2 separate regions of the Mus musculus genome follow, and region 1 is linked to region 2. The links are chromatin contacts, called in public promoter capture Hi-C maps. All regions are on one chromosome and are shown on one strand. The core of a region is the stretch at or near the end of the contact, and the rest is flanking DNA. Distances in the headings are between cores, read along the strand shown.

Region 1 (4,170 bases), core at 645-3,144, 75 kb before region 2:
GTGACACTCAGATTAACCAGAACTGCCTCACCTTGAGACATTAAAGGGCTTAGTTACCACACACACACACACACACACACACACACACACACAATTTAGAAAGTAGGCCTGGGATATTTTCACTCCTTAGTAATGCCTAAACACCCTCTCCTTCATGGAATAGATGCTGCACTGTTGCAACAGCAACCCTGCCTCCTGAGTAACTTTCCTAGTTTCCCCAAGCCAAGAACAGATGTACAAACACATACCTTCCAAAGAAAGTAAGGAAAGAGAAAAGGAAGGGAAGGAAAGAAGAAGAGGAAGAGGAAGGGAATTCGAATAGGGAAAGAAAGGGAAAGAGGAGGGGAGGGGGAAGATATGGGGGAAGGGAGCAAGGGGAAATGAAAGGGAAGGGGAAGAGAAAGGGACCATATCGTTGCTTTCTTAAAAGCCCTTTTGATCTAATTTTGTTTCTTGCTTTCCTCTATCCTGCTATGGTCACATGGTGCACCTTCCAAATTCAGCATAAATGCCCTTCTCCAAGACACCGTCCAGTAACTTGATATTGATTTTTTTTAAAAAGAATACATCTATTTTTTTTCAATTATTATTACTCATATTCAACAAGCCTGCACTGTAAGATCCCTCTGTGTCCCTCCCTGTATGTACAGGAACATCTAAGGAGCATGGAAAAGGAAGGAAATTCCAAAGGAGGGGTGCAGAAGGAAAAGGGGGACAACCAGATGGCCACCAGATCAGCCACAACCAGAAGACAGCTACAAGTGGTTTTCATATTTTACACATCTATATCTTACACAATCCATTCGAGTGGCTATAGAGCTGTACGCTGTTCTCAAGGCTCCTGCGTGAGGAATCTAAAGGTATCATCAGAGATGAATCATGGGCCTGCTGATAATTCAAACGGCAACAGCGATGACAAGAGGAAGTGAGGGGGCACAGTGGAAATGAACAGATCGCATGCATTTGTAATTTGGGGGCAATTGCTCCATTTGGTTAGAAATATAAGAATGAAACCCCAAAATGTCTACTTGAGAAAGTCGAGAAAACTAAAGTGAGGAGCTTACAATTAAAAATACTACTCTATGGTCTGCAGCTAAGTGGACTCGTTTCTTGGCTAGCAATCGAATATCCTTTCTCTACCAGGAAGATATATATATATATATATATATATATATATATATATATATGTATATATTTACTACCGTAGCCAGTGTCCTAATGACAATGTTACTCTCCCATTTATTCATACTACTGCTTTCCTTTCTCAATGTTCTCTCGCTCGGTGCTGAGTTTTTAATGATTATCTATTATAAAGAAAAAGACTCAAAACCAAGTAACCTAGCAACGCACACAGAGATCATATGTTTAATGCCGCCTGCTGTTCTTGTGGAAGAAGTAAGGTTCGACCATGCATACACACTGACATTCGAGTGCTTTACTGAGTGGCCAGAGGAAATCCATTCTCTCTCGTGGATCCCCTCAGCCTTCCAGCTGCCAAGGCCGGCTACAATGTAGCAAACTGTGAACTGAGCTCCTCAGCTTGCTTGCTACCTAAAAAATTCAAGGAAATTATGAAGTAATCAAAAAATGAAGGCAAGCCTGAAGCAGAACATTTTCTATGTGCCCAGTTACACCAAGTCACTAGGTCATGCTTGTTTTCTTCAGCATTTACAAATTCTGATTTATGAAAATTCTGGTGTTTGGAAATTATCTTATTTGGTCTCTGGCTATGCACAGATTTCTGAGGCCATTTAAGTAATTTACAAATAGCTTTCCATTCATGTTGCGAAAATATGCTTCTTTGTGCAGAAGGCTGACAACCATCACAGCATCTTCGACTGCACGGCTATCACTGTATAGGGAAACAGGAAGCAACTACGTAAGTAATGGTATGGCTCTCCCTCACCCAATCAGTCCCCTCTAGTGTGGGCTCACTAAGGCAAACAGGACGGCGAAGGTATTCACACTGCGGGCAAGGAAAGCATAGATGCCCTAACATCACCTCAGACGAATTAGCGCTGGGTCTCATCAGCAGAAGGCACACCAGCGCCCAAGGTCTGGCAGCCGGCAGGCATGCAGCAATAAATAATGCCTTGCCAGAGAAGTCTGAATTCTCACTTAGCTTCACATGGCTCAGGCTGCGGGAACAACAGAGATGTAAGAGTCTTTAGCCCATCCATACGGGTAAGGAAAGTTTCGCGGGAGCGAAACAGAAAGCACTCCAGCCCTGAATTCCTGGCAAAACCTTATATTCAGATTTTCAAGGTTTCAACATTAAAGTGGTGGAGGAAGGGAGGGAAGGAGGAGGGCAGGAAATACGAATGACTAGAGAGTAAAGTCTCTATCGCGCCCAGATCACAATGCAAATAAAAAGGAGTGTACTGGGAAAATAATCTTAGTGCCATAACTAAACGGGAGGGGGAAGGCACACCCTGGGGAGACTGTATAGAAAGTACAGAGACGGTGGAGAAAGCAGTCTCTCTTTATGAGAAAAGGCCATAAAGTTTAATAAAAACTTCCATAGTTAAAGGAAGGAAAATATAATGTCTGGGGCCTAAAGCAGAACCCCCCTTTTGTGGGTAGGTGAGAGTCTCTGGGAGGTGTAAGATGTTAGCAAAAAGCAAAAAGCAGGCACAGAACACATAGAGGCAAACATTTATAAGCCACAAATCTAACAAAGTTCTTACGTTACAAAACTCTCGGAACCTAGCTGAAAAACAAGAAAAAAAAAACATAAAAACAATTGGAAAGTGGAAAAAAAATGTTAGGAGCAGAGAAAATACGGATGACCAATAGTCACATGAAAAGATGCTCTCTACTCAGTGAGACATTAGTATGTGTGGATGTATAACTGGTTGTGTGTGTGTGTGTGTGTGTGTGTGTGTGTGTGTGTGTGTGTAGAGACAGAGGGGGGAGGGGAGAGTATGAATGGAAACATTTGCAAACATACATTTCAGCACTTTCTTATACAACTAAATATCCACTTCCCATGACTCTGCAGTCCAACTCTTGGGCAATTATCCCAGAGAAATGAAAAGTTTTGTTTACACAAATAATATGTACACCAACGTTCGTGCCAGCCTTTCAAATTCTTCATAGACTTTCTCAATTGAGATAAAGAGCTTATAGACTCTATTTAGGGATGTAGAGATGGTTCTGTGGTTAAAAACATTTGACTGTTCTCCAGATGCCCCAGGTTCAATTCCCAATACTAACCGAGTGGCTCACAACTGTCTTTAACTCCAATTCTAGAGAATCTGATGTGCTCTTCTGGCCTACATGGGCACCACGCATGCAAATGGTGCACAGACATACAGTCAGGCAAAACACCCACATACATAAAAAACAATAACAAGACATCATTTTTTTAAAAAAGTTTTTCTATATAGGAACTTCATTCTCCTATAAATTGGCAGCAGACAATAGATATGTCTGTCAGCAAAGGTGCCAGGTGCTGCAGCAATTGGGACCTTGTAAAGCAATGAAGTTCACAAGATGGATTCTTAAGACATAGCACCCAGTGCTATCTCTGATACAGTAAAGTCAAATTTGGTATGCATGTTAGATTTAAAAAAAACATTCGAAATGCCTCTGATTAATACTAACAAACACAGTTTTTTTTTCCCCTGTATGTTCTTCAAAACTTCCCCTTGTTAAAAAGTACCAATAACTCTTTATATTGGATGTGCATTACTGTAATGTAATGGGCAGTGCTGGTTGGCCACAGAGAAACCATAATCACCCCACTCCCCGGGGATTCTGAAGGAAGCTGAAACTTCCCCCAACCCAAGGGTGGGTCTGAGGTGACTTAGCATCAGCATTTTCACCCTTCAGCACTGGCTCAGGTCCTTCATGGTCAAATCATGATGAATCTAGAACTCTGGCTCAGAACTGATAAAGCCATGTGGCCAGGCTTCTGTACAGAAGGGGACATCATTCCAGCCAAGCAGTGGCCGATAGAGTGGGAAAGCATCTTCACCAATCATACATCAACAGAGGACTAGCGCTAAGAATGAGAATACGCAAAGAACTGCCCCTCCCCCCAAATCCAACTGAGAATAAAAAAAATACAATTTAAAAATGAGATCTAGACCTAACCTGAGAGTTCTCAAAACAATGAAATACAAATGACAGAGAAAAAGTCAACCTGAGCCATCAGGGAAATGGAAA
Region 2 (3,629 bases), core at 143-2,642:
TCCCAACACAGTTTTTACTGCTCTATGCCAATAATATCCATAAACCTCTGTGCGAGGGCTTAATGTAACCAATGGCAAGGAACCTCACTGCCTTTTCGGGGTATTCCAAAATAACAGCATACAATCTCCTTCCAGGTCATAATAGACCTCAGGTCACCAGACAAATTGTCCTGAGAGGCCTTCAGCGAGTCAGGTCACCTATCACTTTAAAAGTCACTTTAACTGAAAAAAGGCCACTAGGTACTGAGAGGGTGTTTCAAGAACATCATGAAGAACCTGGAAACCAGGACACTTACCTACCAGCTGAAAGGAATGGGGACAGCAAAGGCCTCCCTCACTCAGAGGGGATAGCCCACCTTCAGGGACAGGTGATATCAGAGCCCCAGAAAGACTCTCAATGTGAATTGTACACACACTGTCATTTTCCAACATGCCTCACAACAAATGATTGCACAGTACTGAGTTAATTCAGCCCTCCACGTCCTAAGCAAGAGCATCTCATCTGCAACACTCTCACCCTCCTTTGCTTACGGGTTATTAAGTTAAGCACTGCAATATATGGCCTCGTGAGTACAACTAACCATCAGGATGGCTACAAAGTGACCAAAAGGTGGGAATAGCACCTATAGAATGAATAAGCTTACAAGAGTGTGATTCATGTCCCAGGAGGGACAGAAAAGGGACAGTGTGCAATTTCTCCACGCTTATTCAGAATGGTACACAATTTAAATGGATTATTTCTGGAATTTTCCACTTAATAATTTCAGACTATGAGTAACTGAAGCCACAGAAAGGGAAAGTAAAAATGCAGATAATGGGGATGGTGGCTATGCCAAGGACACAGAAAAGACAATAACTACGGGGTCTGGAAGATGTGCACACATTTGCATGGAAGCTGTACAGAAACAAAGGCTTCTAAGAAGGAAGTGTAGAAACAGGTGAGAAAATACGTTTCAACTCAAAAACAACAACAAAACAAAATAAACACACACACACAAAATCCCTCTAGCAGGAGGAACTGCATGACAAAGGAACTGGCTGCCTCTTTTATAGGAACAGGCAAGATGGCACAGCTCAAAAATCATTTGTGGGGACATCATACTTCAGGGCTCTGGAGCTACATTTCCTTATTTCCCAATACAATACCGTGCAAAACAACCTAGCTCCCTGATTCCGTGATAATGAGGTAGTCTTAAATTTTTATGGTGGTGTACAGTATGGAAAACAAGTACTTCTTATACAGATAATAAGGCGTCATACAACCCCATGCTGCAGCCTGATTAAAATGCACAGACAAAGGAAGGAATTGAGCCAGCTCTCTAATGCATGTGATAGGAGAGAAAGCCCCAGGAGAGCCCTCTGAACTAAAGAGGAGGAAGCATGAGAGGCTACGAACGCCAGGCGCTCTACAGAGGCTCCAGGCTGCTGGGGTCTGGAAGCAGAAGCGCAGGTCGGTCATGCATCTCAGCCCCCACAATGAGCAAAAAGCCATGGGAAAGGCTGGCTTGACATCGCAGTTGTGAAACCTTTCTCAGCTGCCAACATTTTTCAGTCACATGAAAAGTAGGGTTGTCAGGCTTCCTTAAAATTCCATTCTTCAAAATAAGCCTCTCATCATCCCTAGAGAGACTAATTAAAAACACAAACCCGCGTTCCCAACCAGCCATCCTCCGGCTCACAAATACTAATGAGAAACTAGACGGGAAGATAAAAGGCTATTTAGCAGATTAGTCAATCGCCCTCCGCCCTTTGGTTCTACAAGCCAAGCTCCCCTTGGAAGAAGTTAACTACGACACAGACGTGTGTCTCCAGTCATTCACACCAAGAAGCGCCATTCTGCGGCCAGGCACAGGGACTTGTAAGGACGGAGACTGAGACAGCCAGTCTGTCTGTCACACCTCCCTCGACATCTCAATCAGCACAAAGTGAAGGACTAACCCTCCCTCTCATCTCTCCTCAGCTCTAAAGAAAAGTTTGGAACATGCAAAGTAAGATTAATATAAAATTGTATGAGAACTAGCAACACACAGAGGTCTGTTCCAGCTAAAACTCTTCAGCAGCTCTGAGACTAAAAGAATAAAAAGGAAAAAATATGAATATATAGTGCCAAGGAACTAATGATGGCTACTGGGGAAAGACTATTTGATTCAAGGTTATATCCCTCTTCATGCTTCAGAGATAGCCCGAGGCTCATGCACCTATCCATGTCACTAAGTGGCTTTAAAATCACAGCGCTTTTAGTTGGGAGGGAAGGGCAGGGCTGAAATGGGAGGAAGTAAAGAAGATATGCAGGTAGATTTGATGAAGATATCATATGCAGGTATGATATTCTCAAACATCAAATGGTGGGGGACGAAGAGCCAAGGGAAAGAGTAATTTTATTACTTTCTAAATCTGATGCAAGAAATTAGACACTAATAAGAAATACCCAAACAGCAACCGGTTAATGGCATCATTAAGACTATTGCAACCAAAGGGAAATTAATGATTAGAAGTAAAACAACTAGTACCTTGCAGGAACCCAGAAAAATCTGTTTATGTAGCACTGTAGGGAAAGGAGCTGAATTATCCAACATACTTGACCTGTCACCCCACCCATACCATTAAGGACACACGCGCACCTCCCAGGAGGGAAATGAACCTCTGCGTGGCGAGCACGCATTTACATCAGGTCTAGCCATAGGAGCACAGTAGGTGTCTGCTTGTCTTCTGTACTAAATGAAGATAAAGAGCTATGGTTTGAAAACAATTAAAAATGCTGACACCTTTTTCATACATGTTTTCCCCATAGGGTCTCACTCCATCTCCTATCAGCAGCAGCTATCAATACATCAGCTCAGCTCTGGGTCCCCTCGTGTGGTCAGCAGAATGCCCCTTCATCTTCTTATGTGTAGCTTTCAATCTAATGTGGGCTCCAAGTACAGAAGTCGGCTAGGATCCTACATACAGCAAAAGCTGGTGGAACGAGACCGGGGGAGGCTTTCTTCCCCTACAGAAGGAGTGTGTGCTCTTATGCAAGGGCTTTAACCACAACTCCTTCAACGTGCCTAGAAAGCTTATGTTCTACCTTCATCATAATTCTTTGCTCAATGCTAGAAAACTGAGAATCCAAGAAACCTCATCTCTGAATAAATAGAAAGTTTAAATATCGAGATATTTAAGAAAGCAAGTTCTGAGCTGGGTGTGGCAGTACACTCCTTATAATCCCAGTTCTCAGGTAGCAGAGGCACAAGAATCACCTAAAGTCAAGGTCATCCTAGACTGTAGTTGGCTCCAGACCAGCCAGAACTACACACAGCAAGCCTGTCTCAAAGGGTCACAGAGACGATGCACAGAGTAGGAGAAAAATGGACGAGGAGATTAGAAACCACAACACACAATGATACCTGCTCCCAGAGAGCTGGAAGCAAGGAGTCTAGGAATAACATGGGCTGACAGGCAGGTTGGAAAGCAATGAGAAGCCACTCAGGAGAAGGTCCCCAGAGGAAAAAGCCTGTCAGCTGTGGTTTCCAAGACTCGACTAATCTCAGCTCCATCCGGAAAGAATGTGAACCTCTGTTTTAATGTGGTTGTGCTCTACCTACAACACTGAAAAAAAAATAGCCCTTGTCAGATTGGTGAACGATAAC

Evidence for each region. Capture Hi-C pulls out chosen DNA fragments and counts their contacts.
Region 1: a contact with region 2 is called in a promoter capture Hi-C map of adipose tissue. The contact joins two enhancer-like sites. A contact is called at or near these places in 9 of 484 Hi-C or Micro-C datasets (the Ba/F3 cell line, the G1E-ER4 cell line, the N1E-115 cell line and 6 more), 1 of 115 datasets of contacts at active chromatin or transcription factors (fibro-adipogenic progenitors) and 2 of 9 other capture datasets (adipose tissue and pancreatic islet).

Annotation. Positions count from the first base shown.
Region 1 is chr9:84,105,460-84,109,629 of GRCm38.p6, reverse strand. All of the region lies in intron 9 of Bckdhb (branched chain ketoacid dehydrogenase E1, beta polypeptide), which reads right to left. Among named protein-coding and RNA genes, the nearest start is that of Gm26146, 81 kb to the left of the region's middle. Within about 2 kb of position 1,894, at least 37 of the 459 cell types and tissues checked have an H3K27ac peak or open chromatin away from gene starts, as enhancers often do. A contact at or near this core is called in adipose tissue, where this site is marked.
Region 2 is chr9:84,030,959-84,034,587 of GRCm38.p6, reverse strand. All of the region lies in intron 8 of Bckdhb (branched chain ketoacid dehydrogenase E1, beta polypeptide), which reads right to left. Among named protein-coding and RNA genes, the nearest start is that of Gm46124, 8.0 kb to the right of the region's middle. Within about 2 kb of position 1,392, at least 70 of the 459 cell types and tissues checked have an H3K27ac peak or open chromatin away from gene starts, as enhancers often do. A contact at or near this core is called in adipose tissue, where this site is marked.